Regions from separate parts of the Mus musculus genome. Here regions 2, 3, 4, 5, 6 and 7 are each linked to region 1. A link is a contact called in public promoter capture Hi-C data. All regions are on one chromosome and are shown on one strand. The core of a region is the stretch at or near the end of the contact, and the rest is flanking DNA. Distances in the headings are between cores, read along the strand shown.

Region 1 (3,984 bases), core at 1,186-3,685:
TAGGGGAAGCCATTCCCTTCAGAGCTGTAACACTTACAGCTTGGATATGCCAACGGGAGTCTACATGCATGTATTCCAGGTCACACAGTACTTACACCATCACTTTTCAACATTGTCTGAGGAATTTGAGACTCCCCTATTTGAATCTGGATTTATGATCCTTCAGAAAAAACTATTAAGGATGGATATTAAAGACACTTCTGTATTCATTTTATTTAGGTGTATGTGTATGTTACATAAGTGTGGGCACCCTCAAAGGCCAGAAGAGGACATTAGATACCATGGAACTGGAGTTACAGAATAGAGCTTGGCTCCTTTGGGAGAATACTGAGTGTTCTTCAGTGCTGAGCCATTTGTCTGGTCCCTGAATATGGCATTTTGATGGTTAAGCTCTTGGTTCCTTAAATTTGTTAGTGCTGGTATCTTCTACTTTTGCCATAGGATACCACAAACTTTACCAGGCCAGAATGTGTAGATACACACACCTGGATGATTCTTGAAAGGTGAATGTTTACTTCTGCTGGAAGCTTTTTTTATTCCTCCTTGTAGCTTTCTCAACAGCTTTAGATTTCGTTCACTAGATTAAAAGACTTTTTACGGTGAGTGAGTCTCCCAAATTGTCTCTCCAAACCTGCTTGAGAAGTACTACTTTCTAGTTACAGGACGGGATCTGATAGCAAGTTAAGGAAATAAGCATTCCCTTTGGCTCAGAGTTGGGGAGGTTAAAGTCTACCATGGGAGGGGGGACATGGCAGCAGGGGCAGGTGGCTGAGTCTACTCACATCTGGATGGACTGGACCAAGAAGCAGAGAGCATACTGAAAGGGGAGCTGGGCTGTAATCCTTAATGTCTGACCTCTCTAATGGCCCACTTCCTCCAGGGTGTCAGAATCCTACCCCTCCAAGGTTCTAAAACTGCCTGGAGACAAGGGATTCCAACAGAAGCGTCTGGGGAGCATTTCACATTCAACCCATCAACAAGGACCATCGATGTCAGCGTGCTTACCTGGTTATTGTCCAACTTCCGGTGTAAGCAGGGCTTTTACTTTGTAAGTTTATATTAAAAAGAATAAGGTTACTTGCAAGTAGAGGAAAATTTAGAAGTAAGTTTCAAAAAAAATTGCTGACAAGTTAAATCTAGGATAACCAAAAGGATTGTCAATTTTCTTTGAAGGGTGCTAAATCCCTTCCTCTAAATCCCAGTCCACTTTATAGAAACAGAAACTTGATAATGTAGATGGCACATTATGACTGTGCTTATATAGGGAAAACAGTGAGATCTAAACTTAAACTTAGCTCAAATCAGAAAACTGGCTAGAAAGCTGGCTAGTCCTCTGCCTCCTGCAAGGTTTATGCAGGATAATATTTACTATGCACTTGAAATCTATTCACTTCTAAAACCCGGGAAGTTTTTTTTTTTCCTCCTTATAATTTCCAGACATAGTTGAGCATAATAAGCATTCCTAATATCTTTTAAAATATCACCTCTTAGTACTCCAATAGGCATCAATTATATTGTGTGCATGTGTGCATGTGTGTGTGCGTGCGTGCATGTGCGTTTGCATGTGTTTAAAGACAAGAGCTCACTCTAGATCCTCTTGCCTTGGCCCCCCAAATACTTGAATTGTAGGCATGTCAGACAATAGAAATTTTTGATACAGCCACATTCCATCACAACTTTTTGAAAAATTCTGTTTTAAGACAAGCATGGCGATGCACACTTGTTATCTCAGCACTTGAGATGTGGAAGATGTGTAGGATCAGTTGAACACCATATTGGCTGAGTAGAATTTAAGGCCAGTCTGAGCTAAATGATATAGAACGGGGTGCGTAGGTAAATTATTTCATTTTTTTCTATACGCCGTTAGTAATTTTCGTAGAAAGAACGTAAAATTACAATAATTTCTTTAGTGCTTTTTAATTTTCAAAAATTCCTATCAAAATCCACATCTGCTCCTTGCCAATAACTCTTTAAATGGCTCTGCTAAAAGCAAAGATGCTAGGTGCCAGGCCCAGAAGCATCTATATTTCTTTCAAGCCCCAAACTGGAAGATCGCATCTTCTAGACCTGGATGTCAAGTAGGCACCTCAACTTCATGAGTACTTGCATCACTACATAGTGCTCTTCCCCATTCTGTCCCCAATAGCAGAATGTAGAGAGAGGAGAAGGGGGAGGAGGGAGGGAGGGAGGGAGGGAGGGAGAAAAAGAATCGTTATCCACCCTAGGTTTGCACTTTCTGCGCTCTGTCTGATGAGCCGTACACTACGGGGGACAGTTCTGTTTTTTCTCTAAACTCCAGGCAGCCTCAGGGCACTGCCGGAGGGACGGCTGATTGCAGATTTCTGATGGCCAAATAGGCCACACTAATAGGAGCGCTCGGAGAACAAAGCAACAGCCAGCGTACGCCGCTGCGCGCTTGACCGCTTCTTTGCGACAGTTGCCGTAAAGCGAGGCCTCCGCCGCAGCTCTAGAGTTAGGTAAGATGAGGGCACCGGGGCCGGGTAGCCGAGCCTGGGCGTGGGCGGGTTCCTTCAGGCACTGTCGCTGGTCTACTGGTATACCCTGAGTAGCGGTCGTCCACCTTTGGGGTACCCTCCCTACGGCGGCGGGGAGGAGTCCGAGGTCGGCCGCAGTCCGTGCACGAGCTTGCTGCCGCCGTCCCCGCTGTCCCGGCGACAGATCGTTCCCACACGCCCATGCTGTCCGTTGATCGTCCTGACCCGCGAGGGTTCGATTTTGGAGGTTCATGGAGACGCTTAAGAGGCCGGGCTGGGACAGTGACGCTTGAGCTGGTTGGCGAGAGCGGACGATGCGGGGAGACCGATCAGGTGTGAGGACCAATGCATGCCAAGGTGGCTCCGCCGGGGAGGAACTGATGCAGCCTGCTGCTGCTCTGAGTGCATCCGACGCCGTGGCATGAACTTACAGGGAAAGGAAGGGGGTTGGCAGGGCAGCCGCCCAGGGAGGGTTCCACCTGAGAAGGACTTTGATGCTGCGCCAAAGCCAAGTTCTGTGTACAGCAAGCAGCCTGCTGCAACTGCTTCGAAGAGAGGTGGTGGTTGGCTTACCAGTCGCTTTCCTCTCTTCTTAGACTCCTCAGTAGTCATTCTTAGTTCGTTTGAAGGAGTGCTCACTATGCTTAATAGTATGATGACGATGGTAATAATAATAAGTAACAATAATAATGATAAGGTGGGCGCGGTTAGCGATGCGAGATAACTGCATGTAGGAACGTTCCTGTCTTCCGTTTACATTATCAGTTGGGGAATATCGGGAAAGATTTGATAAAAATGGGGCCGGGTAGTTAAAAGCTTTAGATAAAAGTCGTCCAGAGAACTGAATTCAGATTTCATCACGATCGCCAATTTCTCAGGTAGTACAAGGCAAGCCGCTTTCTTGTATGTCTCAAGCTTTCTCGGCTATAAAGAATGATATTCCAGTCTTTCTAGTTTGAAGATTTCCATTAAGTAAAAGTCAGCCTGTGAGCCAACCATGGTAACACACACCTGTAATACCAGCACTTTGGAGGCCAAGACAAAAAAAAAAAAAAGCACTAGGAAACAGAGCTGCATAATGATCGACAGACCAGCCTTGGGTAAATGCTCTCAACCAAGCAGTTAGTCACTTGCCTCTTGAGGGAAAGGCTTTACTCACTGTCTTAGTTAGAGCTAATACTACAGTGGTGAAATACCATGACCAAAAGTGACTGGGGAAGAAAGGGTTTGGTTTGCTAAGTTTTAGATTACAGTTTATCATCCAAAGCACTGAGGGCAGCAACCTGGAGCAGGAGCTGATGCAGTGACCATGGAGGGATGCTGTTTACCTGCTCTCATGGTTTGTTTGGCCTGCTTTCTTGTAGAACCCAGGACCACCAGCCCAGGAATGACACCACCCATAATGGGCTGGACCCTCCCACATCAAATCACAACTTAAGAAAATTCTCTACAGGAGGCTTGCCTACAGTCTAGTCTTGTGGAGGCATCT
Region 2 (4,173 bases), core at 1,658-4,157, 1.4 Mb after region 1:
CTAGCAGTTCAATAGACTGACAGTAGCCATTATTATCTCTTGCAAGGGGCCTTGATCTTCAACCACATTCCTCTTCATAGCTCTGTGTTTGTATATTATCCCCTGCTTTCCTTAGCCCAGCCCTCCACAGAGTCCAAAACAACCTGCTAGAATGTGCATTCCTTGAGAGTACATACAAGGTCATACTTATCCATGTCTCTTCTCAGTTTAGACTCAGGAACACCGAAGGGACCTAGCGAGTTTTAGTTGAACGAATACATGCCCAGGACATGAAGCTCTTTTAGCACTGAATGAAAGCCCTCCCGGATAAATCATGGAAACTCTTTCCCACTAGGGCTTCTGATAAAATACTCCTGAGATATCTGGCCTTCTACCACACTTTTTAATAACTAGGGACAATTGTGTCACTCCACTGGGTTAGTGGCATGACAGGCAGAGCCACTTCCTCTTCTTCTTCACTTAAAAAGGGGGGAGGGGGAGGAGAATAACTTGGTCATCGCTGTCAATCCTGACAAATGAACAGCGCTATTACACACTCCAGAACTCAAGCAGCAGCACCTAATTAGGCACAGGTACAATCAGCAGCAGTGAGCGAGCGAGCTCCTGCGCTCCTGTTAGGCTGTGAGTGGCTCATTTGCACTGCAGAAGAGATGGGAATGCTGATTTGCATGCAAACAGGCCCTCAGAGATGCTCAATTAAATAAGGGCATTAATATTTTTAAGGCTCACTCCAGGTAAAATGCCTTTTTTATTTTTTATTTCCTGAGAAAAGGCACAGGGAAGTTGCCTAGATGTGTGACTAAATACCAGCAGCAGATTTATGAAGGTTTTGTTTTGTTTTGTATTCTGATTATAAAAGTAATCCACTCACACTGTGAAAACCAGACAGTAAAGAAAAGAACAACCATTGGCAATCATGTTAGGACACCCTAACTGTCCTCTACTGGGCTCACTTACAGCTACACACAGCAACTCACAACTGAGCTGGTCCAGTGGTTGGCTTTGGGTGCTAAATTTATGCTCATGGTTCTCAAGTGAGTATCTCCTGTCCTCATCACCACACTCCAGACTAAATGTCAAGGAGTCAGAGCCAAAGCCCGTAGATGTTTAATGCAATCAAAAACGTTAATATGTACATATATACATATATGCATACACACACATACATGCACACATGCATACATACATACACACATACATAAACATCCCACTTGCTTTCTCTCCTCTCCATACAAAACTCTCCTTTAGTCCTCTGTTGAGCTTTCCCACATGAATAATTGCCCCAGTCATCCACCCTGCTGCTTAAAACCCAAATGAGAGGCCATACCCACGTCCTTCATGAACACTTAACCTATCAGCAAGTCTTCCTCAAACCACTTCAGGGCCACACCTTCTTTCTCTCCCAAAGTGCAAGAGGCCAATATTACCTGTCCAGGATATTTTTGTAAGAGCATTTTTGTCCCCTGATTTGTTTGTTTGTTTTTAGATTTATTTATTTTATTTTCTCTATTCTTTGTAGACAGAGTAGTATCATGTTATTGTTTTTATGTACCTGACACATGAAAGTAAGATTGTAAAAAAAGAAAAAGAGAAATGAATAACCCAGGGTTCTTTTTTATATATATTATTTATTGTTATTTCTATGATTACACGTAGCTGTCTTCAGACACACACCAGAAGAGTGCATCAGATCCTATTACAGATGGTTGTGCGCTACCATGTGGTTGCTGGGAATTGAACTCAGGACCTCTGGAAGAGCAGTTGGTGCTCTTAGCCACTGAGCCATCTCTTTAGCCCAACCTAGGGTTCTTGATAGCACAGGTACCTGTATCCAGTTTGTTTGCTGTACAAGTCCTGCCTGGAGTGTGAAGTTTAAAAAAGCATTGTCCTTCTGCCCGCACCCAACTAGAGCAAGCTTGGTTCTTTTGGTTGGTTCACATTTTTCCTCTTACTGACCAAAGTCATAATTACATCTTTGATCATTTCATATTTATATTCTGGTATGAATTTTCATACTATGGTGCAAATGAATAAAAGTATCACTTTCAAAATATTTTTCTCATAACTTAACATTCATCTAGAGCCTCTATGCTGTTTAATGATTGAAAACTCAAATATACATGATGCTAACATTCTTTTTTTTTAACGTGTGTGTGTGTGTGTGTGTGTGTGTGTGTGTGTGTGTGTGTGTGTGTATGGAGTGTGGGCACACATGAATTCTTTTTTTTTTTCACACATGAATTCTAAGGACATCTTTTAGAAGTTGTTTTCTCCTTTCACTGTGAGATCCAGAAATGAATCAGCCACTAGGCTCACACAGCAAACACGGTTACCTGCTGAGCCATCTCATTAGCCCAAATCTACAAAATTCTAGATATATCAGTGCCTTGGATTTTACTCTGTCATTTCAGTTTAAACTCAGCCACTTTGTGTTTCCTAGCCCCCTTCTCCTCCTCAGGAAGACTTACTTAAGTTTACAGAGGTAGTGGGCTTCAGCGTAACTTGACTTTCTCCGGGGATAGAAGAAGATGAGACCTGTTTCGGCACTGTTGTCTGCTCTAGCTGGAACCTTAAGAGCTTGGCTCCAGGTGGTGCCGATTAGTCCCACATTTATAAGCTAACACGGCCTCGGCTCTAGCATCAAAGCCAAGGATCAATTGCTCCGGATAGCTCTTGTTCTATCCTCTTGGTCCCTCTTGGCATCACAGGAAACTTCCAGACTTTCCCACGATGGTCTGCTTCTTTGGGCCTTTTATGTACCTTATATCTAGTCCTTTTCTACTTCAGCACTGGGTGCTTCTGCCTCGCTACCCTTAGAAGTTCAGCTCCAGCCCTTTCTTCAGGATTCCCATATCTGGTTAAGTGTTCTATTATCTCCCAGATGGAGGAGTGTTACCTCCCTCTGCTGGCACAGGGAGGGGAGGATCTGGGAGGTGGACTTGGAGGCACACTGCCTGATATCTTCTATATGCAGACAGATGTTGCCCAGCTGCAGGAAAGGGGGCAGACTCCAGTCAGTCTTTCCAGATGCAGAAAGCCACACTTCCCAAGGCCATGCCCTCCATAGAGCAGCTTATGTTCAGGGGCTGCGTGAGGTGAGGTACTGAACTCTAGTTCCCTCACCACAAAACAATGGTGGTAAGTTGTGCTTACTCCAGAGTCCCTCCTCCCAAGACTTAGTCTTTAGTCTCTCCTCCTGCAAAGTCCTGCTTACTCCTGCTTTCTGTCTGGGGAATTAACTGCTAGTTAGTATTTTACAACCATCGTCATCTCAGAGTGGACTCGTAGAGACCCTAGCCTACAGTATCTAAAAATATGAACCATGTTTAGGGCTCCTGCACAGAAATACTTACAACTCTCCCTTGTTTTCACTAATCCCTCCCCCAGCCCCCGTCTTTGGAAACTACCCACTCCAGAGAAGTAGACCATTGATTTTTCTATAGTGTCACTAGAGTCTCCTAATCTTTGAACTCACACACACACACACACACACACACACACACACACACACACACACACACACACACAAGCGACTCTTCTGAAAAAAACTTTTCATACCAAGCCTGTCTCCCTTCACCTGGCCTTTGAAAGGGTGCTTTTGAGACTCAAGGTTGACGATGAATGCTTTGTCTGTGACCTTCCTTCCTGAGGTAATGAGCTCGGAACACTCTGAGTGCTGCCTGAAATAAGTGGAGAGTTCTTGTGGTGTGTGAGCAAGCATGGAGGTGTGAGCGAGAGGAATGCCGAACAGTGCGTGTATTTCTCAAAGGCTTTTTTTTTTTTTTTTTTAATGTAGCCCTGGCTGGGCTCAAACTTGCTGTAACAGAGGATGACCTCGAACTTCTAACCCACCCAGCCGGTGCTTCCATTGGAAGCTTTCGCTACCACACCCTATCTACATGGCCCTGAGCTGCACAGGCCTTTGCAGGTCGTATGCAGATGTTCTACCTCTAAATTACATGCCCCAGCTCTTTAACTTAGTCTTACCCTAGCTTTCTTGGGGAACACCTGTATTGTCAAAACATCAATGAAAACAACTGGAATTCACATCTGTTCTCTGGTTTTGAAACCCCGACGGAAGGCAAAGATATAGCAAGAGAGAAAAGTCTAAAACCTTAATTACTAGCACCTGAAAGCTAAAAGACATTCTATCAAGAACTCGGAAAGGAATAC
Region 3 (3,990 bases), core at 1,224-3,723, 1.5 Mb after region 1:
GACCTTCTTGGCTAGAACTGACCTGAGTCAATTTTGTTATTCACTATGTAGATGGAAGAGGTCATTGGGCCATAAGTCTCTGCAGGCTGTAATGAAAGCAGGTGCCACAGAAAATTCTGCCACAGATGTAGCTGTCTCTTGTGAGACTATGCCGGGGCCTAGCAAACACAGAAGTGGATGCCCACAGTCAGCTAATGGATGGATCACAGGGCTCCCAATGGAGGAGCTAGAGAAAGTACCCAAGGAGCTAAAGGGATCTGCAACCCTATAGGTGGATCAACATTATGAACTAACCAGTACCCCGGAGCTCTTGACTCTAGCTGCATATGTATCAAAAGATGGCCTAGTCGGCCATCACTGGAAAGAGAGGCCCATTGGACACACAAACTTTATATGCCCCAGAACAGGGGAACGCCAGGGCCAAAAAGGGGGAGTGGGCGGGTAGGGGAGTGGGGGTGGGTGGGTATGGGGGACTTTTGGTATAGCATTGGAAATGTAAATGAGCTAAATACCTAATAAAAAATGGAAAGAAAAAAAAAAGAATATCCTTAATATAAACAGGCTGAAAAAAAAAAAAAAAAAAAAAAAGGAATCAAAGGGAGAGACTTGAAATAAAATGCCCGACAGTAAGGAGAGGGAAATTATAGAGCCCACCCCCAGCAGGAAGACAGGACATAAAGTGAGGGCTGGGGTTGCCATTCCACGGTCACAACTCTGACCCATAATTTTTCCTGCCTGAAAGAAATACAGGGATGGAGATGGAGAGGAGCTTGAGGCAAAGAAGGTCCAGTGACAGGACCAAAGTGGGATCCAGCTCAAGGGGAGGTCCCAAGGCCTGACACCATTACTGAGGCTATGGAGTGCTCACAAAAAGGCACCTATCATGACTACCCTCTGAAAGACCCAACAAGCAGCAGAAAGAGTCAGATGCAGATGTTTGCATCCAACCAGTGGACAGAAGCAGATTAAAGTTCAGTTTGGCCTTCCTATTCCAGTTCCTTGAGAGGAGACGCTGCCTGTTGATTTTTTTTCAAGTATTTACCACGGTTCATTGGGATTAACCGCTTGCCTGCAGAGATGTATCTTTATCAGCAGCATAAGGCCTCAAGAACCACCACGCAGGAGACAATTCAGTTGTGAAATGTAGTGGTTTGATTTGTTACAGAGGTGTGGAGATGGAGCTGAACAACCTCCTCTGTAGGAGTATCAGCACCTACTAAATGTTACGGTGAATGAACTGTGTTCTCCAGAAAATTTGATCAGGTTGGTGGGGCTGAGGCACAACATATGGAGAAGGAGAAAATTAGTTTTAGAATAAATTTCTTTGTGACTTATTATAAAAAAAAAAAAAAAAAAAAAAAAAGAAAATTCTGCCACGCAGGCTCTCATTTATTAGCTAAGCAGGTGCAAGAATAGGCCCGTGTCTCTTGCCCTGAGAGCTCAGACACATTCCAAATCATTGCCCTTTAGTAAACTACCAGAGCTTTGCTTGAAAGCTTTGCTCGGGGCACAGGTGACTTCTTCTTCTTCTTCTTTGTGAGCTAACTTCTTCTTTTTTACAGCTAACTTTGTTGTAGGGTCATGAGGGGGGATTTTTTTCTCTGGTAATCAGCCAGATAAACACAGAATCCGTTGGAGTCCTGAGCTCTTGGTACCATTCCATTTAACAAACACTGAAGACCAGTCAGCAAACTCCCGGAGCACTCCAGCCCTGGGCTGACAGGCTCTGCTCAGTAGCTGCAGGGGAGGAAAGGGGGACTAGATTCCCAATAGAGCTCCCTTTACACGGAGAGCCCAAAATGCCACACACCACCAGCAATGGGCTTTTTAAGAGTCCTGAAAGCTTGGAATCTGAAACCAAGTTGTCCCTTCTGAAGGTTCTGTGATGGGTCCTGCCCCCCACCGCCCCTCCTGATTCATCTCCTGGCTCCTGGCAGATGTCAGGAATGTTTGGTATTGCCTGGTTTCTTGTGGCCATGTTCCAGTATCCATTGCTATTATTGCTTTGGTTTTTCGTATGTATGTATGTATGTTTGTATGTATTATGTATGTTTATGATATATCCATGTCTCTGGGTCTTCTCCTCTTTTTATGAGGTCATCATTATAGTGCATATAGAGACCTTCCTAATCCAAGGTGACCTTAACTTAGTTAAGTACATCTGCAAAATGTTTTCTCTTACAGACTTGGGATCTGACTGGACACAAGAGTCAGGATTCTTATGCGTTTCTGAACCCCAACCTAAGTTGCAGTCAAACCATCTTCCTTTAAGTTGGCCTTGACAATGACAGTGAGCAATCCTGCCAACCCCCACAGGCTGTATTTATTTTTGCAACACTAAGGATTGAGTCCAGAGCTTCACATGTGCAGCTCCTCCTGCTGATGAGCCAAGTCTCTGCCCCCATTCACCACACTTTAAGCACCTTTCCCCCTTCCAGGCTGTGGGCTGTGTAAGAGCCTATTCACTGCCAATGAAGTGCTTACCACCTGCTGAGGGAAAAGGAGACAAAGCAAAGAAAGGCTCACAGTGGGTTTGCGCATCTTAAGTCTCAGTGCCACAAAGGGAGATGGAAGTGGATCTCTAGGAATTTGAAAGCTCAATGGTAGTGAATTCCAGGCAAGCCAAGTCCACATAGTGAGATCTTGTCTAAAACAAAAACAAAAACAAAACAAACAAACAAACAAACAAAAAACAAAACAAAAACTGAAACCAACCAACCAACCAAACTCCCACAAAGAAAAGTTGCCCTGTTGTTCACTTGGTCAGCAGCATCAAGGAAAACAGACAGGTGGAAACTCTCCTGGGGTAGTAAACCCAAGTTGCTGGTTCAGGACAGGTGAGGGAGATAGTCCATCCTGACTCAGAGTGTCTTTTTTTTTTAATTGGATATTTTATTTATTTACATTTCAAATGTTATCCCCTTTTCCTGGTTTCCCCTCTGCAAATGCCCTATCCTCTCCCCCCTTACCCTGCTTCTATGAGGGAGCTCCCCCACCCACTTACCCTTCTGCCTCACCACCCTAGTATTCCTCTACACTGGGACATCAAACCTTCACAGGACCAAGAGCCTCCCCTCCCATCCATTGGGGTCCCTGTGCTCTCAGTCCAATGGTTGACTGCAAGCATTCGAATCTGTATTGGTCAGGATCTGGCAGAGCCTCTCAGGAGACAGATGTATTAGGCTCCTGTCAGCAAGCACTTCTTGGCATCAGCAATAGTGTCTGGGTTTGGTGTCTGCATGTGCGATGGATCCCCAGGTGGGGTAATCTCTGGATGGCCTTTCCTTAAGTCTCTGCTTCACTTTTTGTCCCTGTATTTCCTTTAGACAGGGGCAATTCTGGGTTAAAATCTTGGAGATGGGTGGGTGGCCCCATCCCTCAACCACAGGTGGGGGGTGGTATGCTTAACCGCTGGATATGGTCTCCACAGGTTCTCCCTCCCTATTCAGCTATTGTCATCCCTGTGGGGTCCTGGAAGGCTCTTGCTTTTCTGGAATCTGGGACTTTCTGGTTGCTACCCCCAGTTCCCCAGCCTCCATCGCTACACACCTCTGTTGAGTTTCCTGACCTCAGTGGGTCCTAGAAGTGACCTTTGGTTAGAGGAGCCAAGAGAGCAGATTGGCAAATAGGTTCAAGGGTTTGACTGCGGAGGTAGAGGTGTGTTCTCTGAGACAGGGGGTGTGAGGTCAGCATCTAGTGATAGATAAAGCCAAACTAACAGCAAGGGCAGAGGATGAGGTATCTCCTGTGTGGCTCTGAGAAGGCTAGAATTCATCTGAAGAAACACAAGGAGCCACTGGCATCCCTTAAGCCAGAGAGGGACATAGTACCATTTGCACCTCTAAGCAATGAAAAGGAGAAATTTGGATGGTTTATGGAGATGGAAAAATCAAGAAATGATCTAGACCTGGTATGTGACAGCGAGCCTGGGAATGAGGAGAAGGGAACTGACTTAGCTTTACTCAGATAAAGGAGTCAACTGAGTTTTTG
Region 4 (4,326 bases), core at 1,485-3,984, 1.3 Mb after region 1:
GATCAGTGGATTAGAGGACAGTGCTCAGAGAGTTACATTATTTACAAACACGGGGGTGGCTGCCGGCACCTGGGAGAAAGCCAAGCTCTGAAAGGTCCCACAAAGTGGGTTGCTGCCCTGGGAACTGTTACAGATGTGTCATAGCTGCTGGGATTTGCTTTTTTTTGTGTGAGTTTACTTGCCCTAATTTTAACCAGGACGGGAGAGAAGGTGCTGAGCGCGAGAATGGGTAGCGGCAGCTGTTTCTTTTGCATTGTTGAGTCTAGTTTCTTGAAATGTTCTGCTGAGACGTCTTGCATTTTTCCTTTGAGTTTCATATAACACACAAACTTACGTTTTAGAATTTGGGCTGGGTTTTATTTTGCTTTTGGTTTGTTTTTATGATGGCTGGGATAACCTGCAGTAGAGTCTAGAAACAACAACAAAGAGGGTTCACCAAAAGGGGCCATGTTTCTACAGGGTTCTACCTAATCCGCAGGTACGTGAGTCTGGGTTGGGTGAGTGGCAGGGGAGGAAAGGGGTTGCCCTGCTTAATGCCCATCTAGGAATATGTATTGCTTTACAGCTTTGCTGGGGAGGGATTTAACTAGATGAGCGCCATTTCTTGAGGGAGCTACAAACCACTTAGTAGAAGGGTATGGACCTTCCTTTAGGACATTTGCTTTGTTCTCTGCGTGGATTTGTGGGTGAGGAACAGTTCTCCTTCAGCAAGGCTTGGCTTTGACCTGTTACTTTCAGAAAAGCTATGCCACAACGCTGAGAGTGCAGAGGAGGGCACCTCTATCAAGAGGACAGCAGTTCTGGGGACACTGGAACTCTGTTCCCAGGAGAGGTGGAGTGTTGCTTCTCTGTGAGTGTGTGGTATAACTGGGTCTTTGAGCCTCAACAGAGACCATCTTAAACAATTAGAGATGATAACCAACCCTGCTAGTGAAGGAAAGAAGGAGAAGTAGACAAAGGCAGGATTGCCGTCCTGGGTGGGCTCCTCAGCAGAAGGTAGAGGAACAGAAGAGAGGATGGAGATACAGAAAGTGAGAATGCACCCACCCGCTGTGTCTTTCCTTTCTTCCTTTGTCTCCCATGTACACCTGGTGATGAACCCAGGGAGGCTTGCAGAGATTGATCACCTTTCCTTTTGTTTTAGTAAAGAATATGCATTGGACAGGCAGGGCAACCAGGAGCTGAAGTGAAGGCACCTTACTTAGTATTTTGATGGGCATGGGATGGGGTGCTGGTTACATCCCTTGCAGTCAGGGAATCTCCCTCACTGCATTTCCAACGGGAAGATGATTGATACTGGTTTGATCAAGTATTAGTTTTACAACATTAAGTCCGTGCCCCGCCTGGGGGAGCCGCGCTTTAGAAAATGAGGTGTCTGTCAAATCTAGAGAAGGCTTGTACAATGTCTGGTCCCACCCCCACCCCACCCCTGTTTGCTTACGGAGGAGGTGTTTTTATCCCAAGGAAAGTTACTCTGAAATTCTACAGGGTCGTTCACAGGCTTCCTAGCTTCACAGGCAGTGCCAGCTTAGATAGGACTATGTTGCTGAATTTGGGCCACCAAAGCCCAAGGAGCATGCAAAGGTGCCTCCCCCCTGCCCACTCCCCATCCCATTTCACCAGGACTTGCCATGAAAGTTCCTGGGTTTATAGTTCCTGCCATCCATTCCATCATGTCCCCTCTGAAACTGCACACTTAAAAATACCTTTCCGAGAAACTTGTTTGGAATTTCATTTTAATGGGATTTGTGAATAAATCTCCATCTTAATGCTAAGCTTTAAACGGCTCTTCCAGGAGAACACTATCGGATTTTTATATTTTAAAATTTAAATCTCTTGACTCCAAAGCCATAAAACATTTTTGTATGTGTGGGTGTACCGTGTGCCAGAGCACTCATGTTAAAGACTGACTTCTTTTTTTTAAATAATGGTGTGAAGAATTCTAGGATGCAGGGAGGGGGAGGGGGCTGTGGCATCACCTAGCCCCTTCCCGTGTAGACGTCTGTATGGACCATGCTGGTTCATTTGTTGCACTCTATGCGGATGGGTGTTCTGTGGTAGTCTGTTCTCACTCTCCATGTGTTCCTCAGCTCTTGGTTAAGTAGTGGAATGATGGTGAGTGATGTATTTCCCCCTTAAAAACTGACCAGATGATGGAGACAAACCTTCAGGTGGAAGGTAGCAAGTGGTGAGGGGAGGAGAGGTTCTGTACACAACAGGTACCAACATTAGTGCTGGATAATGCTCTTGGGATCTAAGATCTTAAGTGTGCCCACCGCACACCAGAGAACACTAGCCATGTGACTGACAGAGAGGGTGAGTTGATGAATTTGATCACAGATAGTTTCACACATGGTGTGAGCTGTGTACATATGTAAATGTGCACATGATGCTACATTGCATCATGTGCACATTACATGGTCAGCATCTCTTATCTTCCTCAGTTGCTGTCCACCTTGATTTTTTTGAGACAGGATTTGACTAGACTGGCTGGTCAGTAGCTCCAGGTATCCTCCTGCCTCACTTCCCCAGCACCGGGATCATCAGCCTGCTATGCTGTGGGCAGGTGCTGGGATGGAAACACGCTGCCAACTGAGCCAGCTCCTCAGCTCCAGTGGGTTGTTTTTGTTCTATTTTGCCGATAATGTCTTAATAGAAGTGGCAGGGGAGACTGTGCAGTAAAGGGCTTCCAGGCAAGCATCACCCCTCCACCCGCCCCCATCCCCTGCAGACACACACACACTCCTGTGCCCTCTGTGGTCCAGCTCACTTCACTGTCCCTGTCTTTCCACAGACTCCTCTTACTCGGAGCCCCCCGATGTTCAGCAGCAGCTGAATCACTACCAGTCAGCCGCCCTGGCAAGAAACAAGAGCCGCGTTAGCCCTGTGCCTCCTTCTGGGACTGCTGCTGGCACGGAACAGAAGGCAGAAGCCGTTCTTCACTGCGAATTCTGTGAATTCTCCTCTGGCTACATCCAGAGCATCAGGCGCCATTACCGGGACAAGCACGGTGGGAAGAAGCTTTTCAAATGCAAAGACTGCTCCTTTTACACCGGCTTTAAGTAAGTGGTGTGAGGAAGGCCTTCCTAAAACCTAAATGGCTGCCCGTGCTCCAGCCTTCACCACTCTCTCTTCCCTGCCTTCAGCTCCAGAAATTCTCTGCCAGTGTAGAATAAGAAGGGTGGGGTCAGTCTTCACAGAATGAAGCTAGTTTCAGAAAAACTAGCTGGGGACTCTGGAAGGGGGGGTGAAGAGTTACATAAGAACAAATTATCTTAAAAGTCAGAGCGTGTGGTCTTCGAAACAGTGTGAGATTGTAGCAAAGGAATGCCCTGATGGGGTGTGTTTTTATTTCAGATCACACACACACAAGAAGGGAATATTCTCTGAGATAAAAACATGTTCCCTTTGACAACATTTCTCTAACCAGTTCCTTTTCACTTTAAAAAAAAAAGAAAAGATCTACCGTTTAATCACGCGATCCTCCAACCTCAGCCTTAGGAGTAGCTGATGTTTCTAGACCGTACTTGGCTTAATAGGCAATTTCTAATTGTCAAAAATGAAGTATGTAGGATATTTATTTCTTTTTACATAATCCTAGCCGAGTGGCAAAGGTTCTGAGTAGTTGCCTCTGTATCTCCCCTCTCTGTTCCTTGATGGCCAAGGAGCATGCAGTCAGCAAATATGACTGACAGCAGCTTTAGTTTATGCTTGTCAAGCAGGAGAGCCACCTGTGAGGGGCGTGCAGCAGGAGAGGACATCTCAGTGACTGTCATGGTCTCTGTCTCTTCTCTCTTAGATCTGCTTTTACTATGCACGTGGAAGCTGGGCATTCGGCGGTCCCGGAGGAAGGCCCCAAAGATCTCCGCTGTCCTCTCTGCCTCTATCACACCAAATACAAACGCAACATGATCGACCACATAGTGCTGCACCGAGGTAATCTTCAGACTGACTCCCTTTTTTGGGGTCCTGGTGGGAGGGAGGTTCGTAGTGCTGCTGCTGCTGCTGGGAGTTGGTTAGTGCCTCAGCATTTTGAGGCTGTTCCCTGGGTCCCACAGCAGGATTGCTCTCTTCCTTGACCTCTGTTCCTGTAGGCAAAGGTCACAGTGACAGCCATTGATATCCCATGGATAAGACACCTTCCTGTCAGTAGAATTCCTCCCAGGAGGAGGCCAAGAGGGCGTGGAGAGTCAGGAATTTCCCATTTTGAATCCCTTGCCACCCTAGAGATATATAGGGTGAGCCTGGGGCAGGATGGCGGGAGAAACAAAGACAGAAATTGTGATTCCCAAAGCACAAAGTAGGATTTGCTTTGAAATGGACAAG
Region 5 (3,943 bases), core at 313-2,812, 1.3 Mb before region 1:
GCAGGGTTTCTCTGTATAGCCCTGGCTGTCCTGGAACTCACTCTGTAGACCAGGATGGCCTCGAACTCAAAAATCCGCCTGCCTCTGCCTCCCAAGTGCTGGGATTAAAGGCGCGCGCCACCACTGCCAGGCAGTCTGGCACTTTTTACTTGAGAACCTGCTGCCAATGCTTGCCTAGGAAGTTCTCAGGTTCAGGAAGGCGATCTTCACTTTCCTCCCTGTCTACCACTGTAAATTTCAGCATGCACAGGACCTGCAGTTCTAAGCCAGTATTGAGAGGGAAAATAGAAACAATCCTCCATCCTAACCCAGAAGCTATATCCAATTGATAACTGCTGCAGAGCAAATCATTTTTCCAGTGATGTCTGGGTGTACAAACCATATTTAAGGGTAGTCCCTCCCGATGCCTAGCAATAGATGGCCAACATAAAACGAACTTAATGGTATTTTTAGAGGGTTTTTGTCTCACACTGCTTTGTCTGAACATTTCCATTTAATATTAAAAATCTTTTGTTTATTATGTATTATGGTTTCTGCTTTTGTTTTTATGTTTTGTGTGTATATCTCTGTGTGAATGTGTCTCATTGTGTCTCTAATGCTCTTTCTTTGGCTTTTTTCCCCCTCCTGTTTATTTGGTCCTTCTGTTTTTAAAATCTTATTTTATCATCATCATTTTAGATGTCTGTTTATATTCTTATGAGAAAGAGAAAAGAAAATGTGTGGATTTGGGTGAGTGTGGAAATGGAGGAGGTTCTAGGAGAGGTTGGGGCGGAGAAAACTAATCGGAATATACGGTAGGAAAAAAAATAAATTTTCAATAAAAAAAACAAAGCTAAGCCCTTCTCTTAGTATTGATGCTTAAATATAAATAATCCCAACACCATTTTTTTTTTAAATTACATAGTTGATGGGGATCAGCTCTAACTAGCAATGTAAAATTAGCAGTTGTAGATAATAAGTTTAGGAGTACACACTCTGTAGTTAGGCAGCCTGGAACAAAAATCTCTCTTCACTTATAAGTCGTTTAACCCAGTGATTCAATAAACTCGTCTGTACAAAAGGAAACACTAGGGTTCCACGTTTGTTGAGGAAATTCTTGACAGCCTTTGAAACACAGCTACCCGATCTACAGAACTCTGTAAATACAAACTGTTATTAAGAAGCTTCAGCAACATTTCGTGAACCGGTACGTCAGCCACTGCTTATCATTAAACAGGTTTTCGGCATAAAAAAAAAAAAAAAAATCTTACAGCCGTTTGCCTAGCATCTTCCACCAAACTCCACATACTGCAGGCCTACAGTCCCCTCCGGAAACTGGAACTGGTTTTGGTTTGTGTTTTCAAAGCCAGTGCCTTTCTCTTCAATTAGTAGAAAATGAAGCCTCAGAGGACTTTTCTCACTAGTGTTGGTTTCCACCCTGTAATATCCTCGAAGGGTCCCGGGACCCCCGGCCCGCCCCCGCCCCGGCCCGCCCCGGCCGCGCCCCGCAGCAAAGAGCGTAGACCGGGAGGGGGCGGAGCCTGCGGACAGAAGCCAAGGCTCCGACCGATAGCCTGAAAGGGCCAGAAAGAGGGCGGGGCCGGCAACGCGCGAGGCCCAGACCTGGAAGAGGTGCTGCCCAGAGCATGCCTGACGCGATGTCAGCACGACCTATCTTCATTTTCGCTTTCCATGTTCAAAACGGTATAGTCTCCTACCTTCCAATATTAAAACTATTATTTATTGTCGCTATGTCGTTTCTGTGTTTTTCCTTAGGGCAAAAGAGGAAGCGCTTCAGTCAGGCAGATACTAGGCACCAACAGAGCGCAGACGCCTCGGAGTTGGGGTCCTTTGCTCGCGCCGAAATTCAAAGGAACAGTTCCGGCACGGTTGTTGGCTGCAGCGGATGCGGTGCCCGGGATGGTGGCGTTCGCCCGGTAGCGCCTGAGTACAGGTCGGGTGGCCTCACTGTCCACTTTCGCGTCGGGTTGGAACTTTGCTGGTTCCCCTGGCCAGCCGCTTTGTGGCGGGTGCGTAGTGCTGCTCTTGGCCCGGCCTGGTGTCCAGGCGGGAGATGAGGCACAGGGGTGGGCAAGATTCTCAAGGAGGGACTTGAAGCGAGAATTAGAGATGTTGACTGTTGTTCATCCGTAAGGTGAATCGAGAAAGGCTTGGGCAAGCGAGAGAACACGGAATTTTAAAACGAGGCAGTAGAATGGATTCACTTCGCCCTTAAGGTTCACTAACTACCCGGGTTCTGAGAGTCGAGTGTAAACAGAGTTAAGGTCGTATGTAGGCAAAAAAGCACAACGGGACCGAGAATGAGTTGGAAAGACGGTGCCGACTGATGTCATCTTTTACTGCTGTGGAGGAAAAAGGAAGGAGAGGATGGGTGTGCGTGCTATTAGGGAGATCCATGAAGGACTCCTGTAAGATGTATGCTAAGTGGTGTGCAGTAAAGAGTATTCAGTCCAGTGTCGTCTGTGGCAAGGATAATGAAATGGGAAATAATTAGTAGTCTCTGTTAACTACAGTATTGTAGTGCAACACGAACCTAGGAAAGTGGACAGTAATGATAAAGATGATTTTTAGGTTAAATGGTTTAACTTACCGGCATTGGCTAACGGTTGGATGTTTTAAAATCTGAGCCAGCTGTTTTTAGGAGAAAAAGTAGTTTGGCAGGTGTATTTTTTCTTTTCTTTTCTTTTCTTTTTTTTTTTTTTTTTTTTTACTTTACGTTATTGTGTATCCTGTCGTATTTACTATGATTTGAGGGTTTTTAACATTCTACATAAATGATCTTATTTCTGTTTTATACAGACGTGACTTGTAGCTTGTTGCCTAACAGGCTTACTAACCCAAGACAGTTTAGAAAATGTATGTTAAATCAATCATTCTCGAAGGATTCAAGTCCTATGCACAGAGGACTGAAGTCAATGGTTTTGACCCCCTCTTCAATGCGATCACTGGTTTAAATGGTAGTGGAAAATCCAACATATTGGACTCCATATGCTTTCTCCTAGGCATCTCCAACCTGTCCCAGGTAAAGTGTCAGCTTTTCTGACTTATGTGTTGGCAAGAGAATCTGTTAATCTGTGGAGACTTTGGGTTTTCTTTCTTTGCATGTTTGTACTTCATGTGTTTTGTTTGTACTTCATGTGAGTTATGTTGTGTTGCAGTGCAGCCGTTTAAGCAAATACTATTACTGTTTCATCCTGTAGACAGACGAAAAGATACATACAGAGGCCTTGCCTGAGGTTTGTCCTCCTAAGCTGTTGGGAGTAACACCCATACCAGCATACCAGCACTGTTATATTGGGTAGTCTCTGTTCTCAGTCCATACCTGCTCTTTTTTTTTTTTTTTTTTTTTTTTAGTTTCCCACATTTCTTTTTTTTTTTTTTTTTAATTTTTTATTAGGTATTTTCCTCACTTACATTTCCAATGCTATCCCAAAAGTCCCCCATACCCACCCCCCAACTCCCTTACCTACTCACTCCCCCTTTTTGGCCCTGGCGTTCCCCTTTACTGGGGCATATAAAGTTTGCAAGTCCAATGGGCCTCTCTTTCCAGTGATGGCCGACTAGGCTATCTTTTGATACATATGCAGCTAGAGTCAAGAGCTCCGGGGTACTGGTTAGTTCATATTGTTGTTCCACCTATAGGGTTGCAGACCCCTTTAGCTCCTTGGGTACTTTCTCTAGCTCCTCCATTGGGAGCCTTGTGATCCATCCAATAGTGAGCATCCACTTCTGTGTTTGCTAGGCCCCAGCATAGTCTGGGTCCTTTCAGCAAAATCTTGCTAGTGTGTGCAATGGTGTCAGCGTTTGGAAGCTGATTATGGGATGGATCCATGGATATGGCAGTCTCTAGATAGTCCATCCTTTCGTCACAGCTCCAAACTTTGCTTTGTCTCTGTAACTCCTTCCATGGGTGTTTTGTTCCCATTTCTAAGAAGGGGCAAAG
Region 6 (3,696 bases), core at 746-3,245, 1.4 Mb after region 1:
AGACATGCTTATACAGAGCCTGTGTCCATTTCTTAATTGGGGAAATTGTTCACTCAATTATTGACTGAGTTGGTTGACTTCTTCATAGGACCCGGATGCTGACCCTGTGACCAGTGTGTGGTCTACAGATTCTCCTCCTCTTCTGTGGCTTGCCTTTTCTTTCTGACGTTTCCTTGGCAGAACAGAAACTTTCCAGCTGGATTCAGCTAGCATTTGCCTATTTTTTTCTTCCGTTACATGTGATTTGGGGGGTCATGTAAAAAACTTTAAAGAGAAAATCATGGACAACCGGTGTCCTGGAGATTTCCCCCGAGTTTTCCTCCAGCAACTTTTGTGGTTTTAGGACCTATGTTTCAATCTCTTACTGATTTGGAGTTGATTGTTTTTCCATCTGGGAGGTCAGGATCTAGTTTCTTTCTTCTGCCTGTGGTGCCTGATAGTGATATTGGCAACTTTCTCAAAGCTCAATTGACTGAGAGAGTGTTCCTATTCCATTGCTCCATGAAACTGATTCTAGGTTACTGTCAAGCTGTTTTGGTGACCTTGTCTTTCCTTAAGTATCTTAAAGTCACGGAATGGAGTGCCTCGAACTTCTTATCGTGTTCACTCTAGGTTGTTATGGCTATATGGGGTCTTTTCTAGTTACCTTGACGTTACAATGGAAAGCGAAGGGTAGATGTAACTCAGTGATAAAATTCTTGCCTGTGGTGTGAGAGGCCGTGGATTTTAAGAGTGCCAAAAACATTAATTAAATGGCATGGCATCCAAGACATGGACCTAATAAATAAGAGTTCTGACAAACTTAAAACCTATCTAAAGTAAGGTAAGAAGATAGATAATAAACCCACTGAAGGGTAAATCTCAGTCTTGTTGTTCCAGAGCAGATCTCTTAACACTACACACATCTTCAACCCCTTAGAGTGCTAACGTGTTCTTTTTTTAAAGAGACGCTAGTCATGAAATGCACTAGCCCTTGGGCTAGACTAAGGCCCCATGGCAGAATATCTAGCAGACCTGAGCAGGTCTTCCTGAGGCCATTTTCTTCTGTGGTTTTTTTTGTCCCTACCCTCCCACTGTGATAATCAAGGGATCTAGTTGGGTCCTTCAATCTCCAACTAACATAGAGAGCCAAGGCTTACAGCCAAAACGTGCTAACTTGTCAAAAGCTGCTTGCTGTGGTCAACCTGCAAGACTGCATAAAACAAAAGCCTCTCCTGTAGGTTGACTCAGGGCCATTTCTTATAAGGGAAATGCTTGTGATCTCAGAAGTATGCCTTATTTCTTTTCCTTCCTTCCTTCCTTCCTTCCTTCCTTCCTTCCTTCCTTCCTTCCTTCCTTCCTTCCTTCCTTCCTTCCTTCTTTCCTTCTTTTTTTTTTAACCTTTTAACAAATATGTTCTTCACAACAAATCCTTAACATCTCTTCACTGTTTTGGCTGTCCTCAGGGAGAGGGAGACAGGATGCTTCTGAGTGAGTCTACAAAAGCTTCTTTTTCTTCCTGGTACTCGGGCTCTGCTTGTCCCTCTTGATGAGATAAAAGATTCCTTCTTGGATATTTTGACTTTCTTCATGTCTAAGGCTACGCCTAGGCTATTTCTGAAGCCATCAGCATTCCAGAGCCCTCCATTTCCCAATGCTCTCCCCCAAAACAAATAAAACAAGCTTAGGCCATGAGAAAACACCGCGTCTGAAATATGTGAGGTAGCAAGCACATCTTCCTGCTTGTCCAGCTTGATCTCAGTCTATCCACTGGGCTTTCGGCTTCACACGAGATGGAATTAGGGCGAACAGCCTGGCTTCTACTTCCCTCTGAAAGTGTCATGTCTACATCCAGAGACCTAAACAAAAGAAGAAAAACTCCTCCTTGGGTAGACAAGTTGTGTATGAGGGACTGACTTGAGTACCTTGGGAATTGCAAGCTGAAACTGTCCCTTCCCTGTCACACATCCTTGCAAGAACGGTTCCCTTTGTCCTATCTCCTTCTCTTTGGAAACAACCTAGAATCAATCTTCCACCACCTCAGTAGATTGTTGCCAAGAAGACAGGGCCAACAATAGCCTGGGGTGTTTTTGCCAGACATCCTGGCTTCTGGCAGAGTGCACGAGGGGCTATTAGCTCAGCTCTCAGGCTGAGGGAGAGTGATTTGAGATGTGACAGGTAGACTGGCTTCTTCTGTGAGGATGAAGCTTAGCATGTGCCCTTGGAGACAATAGATGACCGGCTTCATGTTTCCTGAGGGCAGAGGATCAAGTACCAGCTCCATTCTCCTTGTGAATCATTTGGACGTTCATATAGACACCTTTGGTTGGGGAGTTCATGGCCTTCCTGTTCCCCAGTTCCTTCCCAGACATGAGAGCTGAGGACTGTACTCAGAATAGACACACAGCAAGATCAGCCTGGGAATTTCAGAGAGAAGCCACGCACGCACGAAGAAATTGAAAGGAACCCAAGCAGAACGCCGCCCACCCTGCCCCCTCTCATTATGCAACTAGGAGGAGTCAGGAAGGCATTCTGTTGATTTCTTGCCCAAGATAATCCCTGCTAAGGAATTAATGCGCAGACCAGATGGCGCTGTGTCATTTCCAGTGAAAAGAATCAAGGAAGATAGTCTGTGCAATTATTTTTAATGGCTTGTGTGGTGATCTTCTTAATTTGTGAGAGAATGCCTTGTCTTTTGTGAGAACTGGCCCTGTTCACGTAGCTTTCTTGTGAAGTGGATGAAGGCATCCCAGAGTCCTAGCTAATGTCTGGAAGATTTCATGAAATATGGGGCATTTCAATCAGAAGTTGTCTTCCTGTGACGTCTAATCTGCTGAGGGGCCCACGGTAATCAGAGATGAAAATGATCACGTTTCCCCAAGCTCCACCCTTTTTTCAGAACTGTGTAGTCTGCTACTTACTATCCGTGTGAAGACTTGGCCCTCAGTGGGCTAATGAAAGACATCTGGGCTTAGGACTAAGGACAGCACAAAGGCCACGTAAACCCTCATCTTTGAGCTTGCCAGGAGGTGTGGCTTATAAACAATTCGCTAGCCAATCCATGTGTATAAGGCCCCTCACATGTGGCAGCATCACAGGAGTGAAGAAAACAGCTAGACCAATATTTGCTGTGTACACCAGACCCATTCAGAAATGTCTGCGTATCCCAGTACTTGTGAATATCACCGGTTGAGAAATAAATACTGGGCGGTTGGCCAGGATCTGTCAGTGGCTGGGGACATGCTTGCTTTTCTTATCATTAGTTATTATTACATGTGTTTATTTATCGTATGTGTGAGAGAGTTGTACACGTGGAGGTCCAAGCACAATTTGCAGGAGTTGGTGGTTTTTGTCTCCCACTATGTGGGCTCCAGGGATCAAACTCCGGTCATGGAGCCTGGGAGCAGGCAACATTAATCTACTGAGACATCTCAATGTCCCAGACATGCTTTTATATAAGCTCCCGGCGGCCCAACCTCAGCGTTGCTTAGGGTACCACCCAGGAGGGTCTCTGCAGGGCTCCTATCCATCCGACAAAGGAGGTACACATGTTGTGATGCTTTGGCCTAACTTGAAATACGAAGAAGTCCTGTGGCCTACTCTGTAGAACCAGGTTGGGCGCTTTCTGTGGTCTATTTTCTTCTTAGTGAGCAGATAGCCCTGTTTCAAATTCACACTGAGTAGCTGCCGAGCTGTCAAGCCCTTGGTCAGACCCTG
Region 7 (4,318 bases), core at 96-2,595, 1.3 Mb after region 1:
GAGTTAGGATGGTTTAAGAGTTTCCTGTTCAGAGCACTGCTCACTTAAGGTGAAGGTTAGTTTAGAGTGAAGTCTAGTCAGTTCCCAACTGTCATCAGCCATGGTGTTAGAAGTGGGGTTTACCTGAAGGAAGCATATCTGGCCTTGAGGAACCTGCAGCTATGGCCCTGGGAGGGACAGGTAGTGGGAGGGAAGGATGTCTGTTTGGTTTCTACATTGATCTCCTGACCTTTAGAAATAACATTTCTTTTTCAGTTCAGAAACTTGCATTTGTCCTCTTGGTTGTGCTGATTCTGTGAGGAAAAGGTGGTTAAATCTCCTAATCACGGGTGTTATTAAATGAGGTAAATACGAGAACGAGGCTGTTCGCTTTCAATCATAATCTCACTGCAGACCCTCTCTAGGTTAGCCTTTTACAACTGTTGCTCCTCTGCGTCAATGAAGCAGTCAAACATACAAGTTTAATGCCCCATCTTTTTTTTTTATTTCCCTCCCTGTGTTTTGGCTTCTTGGAGGACTACACCGTGCTCCAGAAACACTTTCTGATTGACAGATGAATGGGTCACCCTGAGGTCCAGTTTGCTTAGTGGGGATCATTTCTACTCCCTATTTTCCTGCTCTTGCTTATTACCTGTGTGTACTTTTGTGGTCTCATAAATATATCAAGTTTCTTGGATTGTTTGGGCTATGCCAGCAATTTCTGTTTTCTTCCGTCAGCGTCTTCAGGAGAGCCGTGTACACAAAGACAAAATGGCTTTCAAAGTAAGTCTCCATTCCCATTTCAGTATTGGTACAGACATCAAATTGAAGGCCACTCCGCTCTTCCTGCCACTGGTTGTATCAGCTGCCTGGAGATTAACCTCTTCTAAGGCTCTGAGCTATTTTTGAGGTAAAGACTGCAACAACATTAAAGCTAGAACCCATTAGAAAATCACTTTCATCATCTCTCCTTTTTCCAAATCAGTGGCTCTTTCCCCCTCCTCCTTCTGATCTCATAACCCTTTAATCTCCTTTGTAGCAGAACAAGGAGACTGTTAGTGTTTGCATGTGATGGGGTTAGCATCCTTCATAGAGAACAGTTTCAGAAGACACCAAGATATTAGAGAAGTGTATGGAAGATGGACTCCATCTCCAGGTGGACTGCCTCAATGCTCTGCTCTCCTTGTGCAAGCGGGGCCATTTTTGTGGATGTTTTGTGCAAACCAGGCTCAAAGTCTCCAAAAGAGACACAGCAGAAAGCCTTTTGTTGCATTATTTCTAAAGGCTTGAGGTTTTGAAGGGAAGGGATTTTGTTTTCCTCTGAGCTACACAATGGAGCTTTCACAGAACCTCCTTTAAAAGGAATAGCTACAGCCTTTGTGTGGAAGGGTGTGTCTTTTGGCAGGGTCTGCTGATGCAGACAGACTGGCTGGTGATTAACAAAGGTCATTAGACTTTGGAATCTGGCTAGCAGCCTCGGATGGTATGTCTTCTGTGTGTGGAAGGACGACTCCCAAGAAACCAAGGCATTCTGGAGGTCCCCTCTCCAGGACACCCCCAAATCCTGCTGCAGGACAGGCTCTGGTCCAGGGGCGTCCTGATTTAACCAGTACTCTGCTGGGACTAACGAACCAGCCTATCAATCATGGGATAAAAGAACCTTTGGAGATCTTTGGTGAATGACATTTGAGGAGGAGAAAGGTGCTGCTTTTCGAGAAGAAATGAAAACAGTTAATTCTTTGTTGGGAAGAGCAGAGCTTAGGAGGAGCCCAGCCTGCCCTCGTAGCGTTCACTTGTGATTGTCAGCCTAGCAAAATCCAAGCGAAGCCATGTTGTGCACGGAGGAGAGGCTCTGAGCTAAAATGGCTGCTCCTACAGCTCAGAGGACTAGGGCAGCTTAGTGAGTCTTAGAGCTTCAGTGACGCAGGAGCTCCTATCTCCTGAAAGTGTGATAAACACATTCGGCAGGGCTGTGGCTTGCTTGGCTGAGATGAAAGGACTAAGCTTGGGGGATGGGGAGTGCGCATTGGGTGATCTGCTTTTTTCTGTGAAGTGTTCTAAATGCAGGAGTCGTCTGCACCATGGAAAAATTTGTTTTCAGGTCTAATGGACTGTGCGAAAGGAGAAGTGGGGTGGGGCTCAGTGACTGCTGTAATTTGATCCAGAGCTGATAGCAACCTCTTCCACACAATTTGGGCTGGTGCTCTGACATAAAAGCTTGTGTATCTGGAATATTGAGACTTAGTTAGCTGAAAGGACTCTGGTGTCCAGTTCAATGTTTATTGAAATAGGATAAATTGTTGGGTGAAAGAAGAGGAGGTAAAATATCTGTGTCTCACTCTGCAAAGCCCTGTCCAGAGCTGGACTTGGCCAGTACTTATTTTAGCAGGCTCCGGGCAGGAGCATTCTTTCATAGAAAATCCTCCTGCCATGGCTTCTTGCACTCCACTGACACATCATTGCTGGACTTTGTTCCTCCAGCAGAAATCACATTATCTTTTGTAAGAGAGGCATAGAAAACTGCACCATTAAAAAAGATCTGGCTGCAACCTGAATTCTTAAGACATTTGGTTCTAGATTACAGTACAGTGACTTAGTAGGGCTTGTGATGTTCTCTGTGAAGTAACTTATTCACTGAGATAATAACTGGGTATCTCCTTACAGGATATACACTAAGCTAGGAAGGACTCCACCTTCCCAATATTCTCGTCACTTTGTGGTGAGACTCTGCCTTGAGCTAGCGTGAAGCTTCCCGTAGGTTTCAGTCTCACAGTGAATTACAGAGTAAGGGAGATGAGCTCTGCTCTGCCTTGTTCCACACCAAGTTCACAGGTTGATTTTTGGCTGCTGTTGTTTTATATCCAAGTCTAAATTTCATGGTTATAAAAGTGAGAGGGATGGAGAGGGACAGCTCTGACTCAGGAGCCCCTTTACAGAACTACTAGATTCTGTGGTCTTCATGTAAATGGACATGCCAAGGTACAATCTTAAACCAGAAACTGAATTGTCATCTAAAAGTTGGTTGCTTGGAAATCTCATGAGAAATATTTTATGACCTAATTAGACTGGAGAAGCTGTTAAGTTTTAATTGGTAGGTAGTAAAAGAGCAAATAACCACTCACTTCATTGGGAGGGGGAGGGGAAACCACACTACTTGGGGAAAGAAAAAATGTGAACCCTAGTATCAATAAAGATATTAAAATAATAAAAGCAATACCAAAAGCCACAGCCATTTCCAAGAGTCAATTCTATTCTACCATTTGGTGTTAAAACACTCATGTAATAATATGGAAATGGATAAAAGAAATTAAAATGTTCTTGCCCTTCAATGAAGATGGATGTCCTCTTTCCCACTAAGAAGACTCTAGTTCAAAAAGAAAAAGTCTAAGGAGAAGTCAGAATCAATAGTAAGTTATCTAGAATTCTGAATGTGGTGGAGACACTCAAAAACGGTACCAACTTTTGAAGTATTAATGTTTCCTTGACAGATGGCATTTGAAGATCTATCAAAGCAGAAAACATTTATCTGAGTTTTCTTTCCTTTGAAGTTAGGAAGTCAAGGACTTTGTCTCTATTATGTCTGATTGCCTCTCCTTGTCCGGTGTTCGAGTTGGCAAAGAGGAGCAGGCGAAAGGTAGTGATGTTTGAGTTCATTCCATGAGAAGATCTGTTGCCTCTTTGTGTTTGTGGTGAGTGCGATCCTCACAATGCTGTGTTCTAATCTCTGCCTCAGGTTCCTGATGTGAGAGGGTAGCCCCCGATCATGGAGGTGCTTCAGTGCGATGGCTGTGACTTCCGAGCCCCATCTTACGAAGATCTCAAGGCACACATCCAGGATGTCCACACGGCATTCTTACAGCCAACTGATGTTGCCGAGGACAATGATGACGAGCCACTATCTGGGTCCATGAATGCTAGTAATCAGACAGAGGTGGAGTTCTCTTCTATAAAGGATGAGTTTGTGATTGCAGAGGATTTACCAGGTAATCCTACCCTAAACTCATATGTCTGAGAAAGCTTGTCATCATATCATCATCATCATCACCATCACCATCATTAACCATAGGTCTTATGTTAGGTTTCTGAACTTTCTTACTCCCTGCAAGGCATTTTCCCTACTTAGGCATCATTTTTCTCTTAGTTATCTTAGGCTATTGTCCTTTTAGTGGCCCTGTGTGTTCCTCTTCTAATGTTGAAAACAAAATGTCTCAGAAAGTTCTAGAACAAATCTTACAGTTGATGAAACTAGTCTTTATTCTGTATCCAAAACAGTCTATGATATCTTCATTATTAGCACTGTGTGAGCAGCCTTCAGTGCATCTCCAGTCATCATGCCTGT

What was found. Promoter capture Hi-C pulls out the DNA fragments that hold promoters and counts their contacts.
Region 2: a promoter capture Hi-C map of pre-B cells shows a contact between it and region 1, with 5 times the contacts expected there. The contact joins the enhancer-like site here to the promoter of Fktn in region 1. A contact is called at or near these places in 6 of 39 promoter capture datasets (the C10 cell line, frontonasal cranial neural crest, liver and 2 more) and 3 of 115 datasets of contacts at active chromatin or transcription factors (astrocytes, embryonic limb bud and embryonic stem cells).
Region 3: a promoter capture Hi-C map of liver shows a contact between it and region 1, with 4 times the contacts expected there. The contact joins the enhancer-like site here to the promoter of Fktn in region 1. A contact is called at or near these places in 14 of 39 promoter capture datasets (the 3T3-L1 cell line, the HPC-7 cell line, HPC-7-derived erythroid cells and 9 more) and 5 of 115 datasets of contacts at active chromatin or transcription factors (astrocytes, embryonic forebrain, embryonic limb bud and 2 more).
Region 4: a contact with region 1 is called in a promoter capture Hi-C map of embryonic stem cells, with 5 times the contacts expected there. The contact joins the enhancer-like site here to the promoter of Fktn in region 1. A contact is called at or near these places in 11 of 39 promoter capture datasets (the 3T3-L1 cell line, 3T3-L1-derived adipocytes, the C10 cell line and 7 more), 4 of 115 datasets of contacts at active chromatin or transcription factors (astrocytes, embryonic forebrain, embryonic limb bud and 1 more) and 1 of 9 other capture datasets (adipose tissue).
Region 5: a promoter capture Hi-C map of pre-B cells shows a contact between it and region 1, with 4 times the contacts expected there. The contact joins the promoter of Smc2os here to the promoter of Fktn in region 1. A contact is called at or near these places in 4 of 39 promoter capture datasets (hematopoietic stem and progenitor cells, liver and pre-B cells).
Region 6: a contact with region 1 is called in a promoter capture Hi-C map of hippocampal neurons, with 4 times the contacts expected there. The contact joins the enhancer-like site here to the promoter of Fktn in region 1. A contact is called at or near these places in 10 of 39 promoter capture datasets (the 3T3-L1 cell line, the C10 cell line, cranial neural crest and 6 more), 3 of 115 datasets of contacts at active chromatin or transcription factors (astrocytes, craniofacial prominence and embryonic stem cells) and 1 of 9 other capture datasets (liver).
Region 7: a promoter capture Hi-C map of liver shows a contact between it and region 1, with 3 times the contacts expected there. The contact joins the enhancer-like site here to the promoter of Fktn in region 1. A contact is called at or near these places in 9 of 39 promoter capture datasets (the 3T3-L1 cell line, the C10 cell line, cranial neural crest and 5 more) and 5 of 115 datasets of contacts at active chromatin or transcription factors (astrocytes, embryonic forebrain, embryonic limb bud and 2 more).

Annotation. Positions count from the first base shown.
Region 1 is chr4:53,711,719-53,715,702 of GRCm38.p6, forward strand. It overlaps Fktn (fukutin), which reads left to right and starts at 2,436. Exons shown (of 10, transcript NM_139309.5): 1 at 2,436-2,477.
Region 2 is chr4:55,098,109-55,102,281 of GRCm38.p6, forward strand. No RefSeq gene overlaps it. Among named protein-coding and RNA genes, the nearest start is that of Gm42289, 31 kb to the left of the region's middle. Within about 2 kb of position 2,908, at least 10 of the 459 cell types and tissues checked have an H3K27ac peak or open chromatin away from gene starts, as enhancers often do.
Region 3 is chr4:55,246,053-55,250,042 of GRCm38.p6, forward strand. It overlaps the pseudogene Gm12508. Among named protein-coding and RNA genes, the nearest start is that of Gm34231, 40 kb to the left of the region's middle. Within about 2 kb of position 2,474, at least 11 of the 459 cell types and tissues checked have an H3K27ac peak or open chromatin away from gene starts, as enhancers often do. A contact at or near this core is called in astrocytes and liver, where this site is marked.
Region 4 is chr4:55,047,392-55,051,717 of GRCm38.p6, forward strand. Zfp462 (zinc finger protein 462) reads left to right here. Exons shown (of 13, transcript NM_172867.3): 8 at 2,795-3,062; 9 at 3,800-3,936. Among named protein-coding and RNA genes, the nearest start is that of Gm42289, 20 kb to the right of the region's middle. Within about 2 kb of position 2,735, at least 27 of the 459 cell types and tissues checked have an H3K27ac peak or open chromatin away from gene starts, as enhancers often do. A contact at or near this core is called in embryonic stem cells, forebrain and hippocampal neurons, where this site is marked.
Region 5 is chr4:52,437,402-52,441,344 of GRCm38.p6, forward strand. It overlaps Smc2os (structural maintenance of chromosomes 2, opposite strand), which reads right to left and starts at 1,563. Exons shown (of 2, transcript NR_045175.1): 1 at 1,251-1,563. Smc2 (structural maintenance of chromosomes 2) reads left to right here and starts at 1,820. Exons shown (of 25, transcript NM_001301412.1): 1 at 1,820-2,009; 2 at 2,800-3,022. The coding sequence starts at 2,855.
Region 6 is chr4:55,075,221-55,078,916 of GRCm38.p6, forward strand. All of the region lies in intron 11 of Zfp462 (zinc finger protein 462), which reads left to right. Among named protein-coding and RNA genes, the nearest start is that of Gm42289, 7.9 kb to the left of the region's middle. Within about 2 kb of position 1,996, at least 54 of the 459 cell types and tissues checked have an H3K27ac peak or open chromatin away from gene starts, as enhancers often do. A contact at or near this core is called in hippocampal neurons, where this site is marked.
Region 7 is chr4:55,003,821-55,008,138 of GRCm38.p6, forward strand. Zfp462 (zinc finger protein 462) reads left to right here. Exons shown (of 13, transcript NM_172867.3): 2 at 3,713-3,962. The coding sequence starts at 3,743. Among named protein-coding and RNA genes, the nearest start is that of Zfp462, 58 kb to the left of the region's middle. Within about 2 kb of position 1,346, at least 203 of the 459 cell types and tissues checked have an H3K27ac peak or open chromatin away from gene starts, as enhancers often do. A contact at or near this core is called in astrocytes, embryonic forebrain, embryonic limb bud and 5 more, where this site is marked.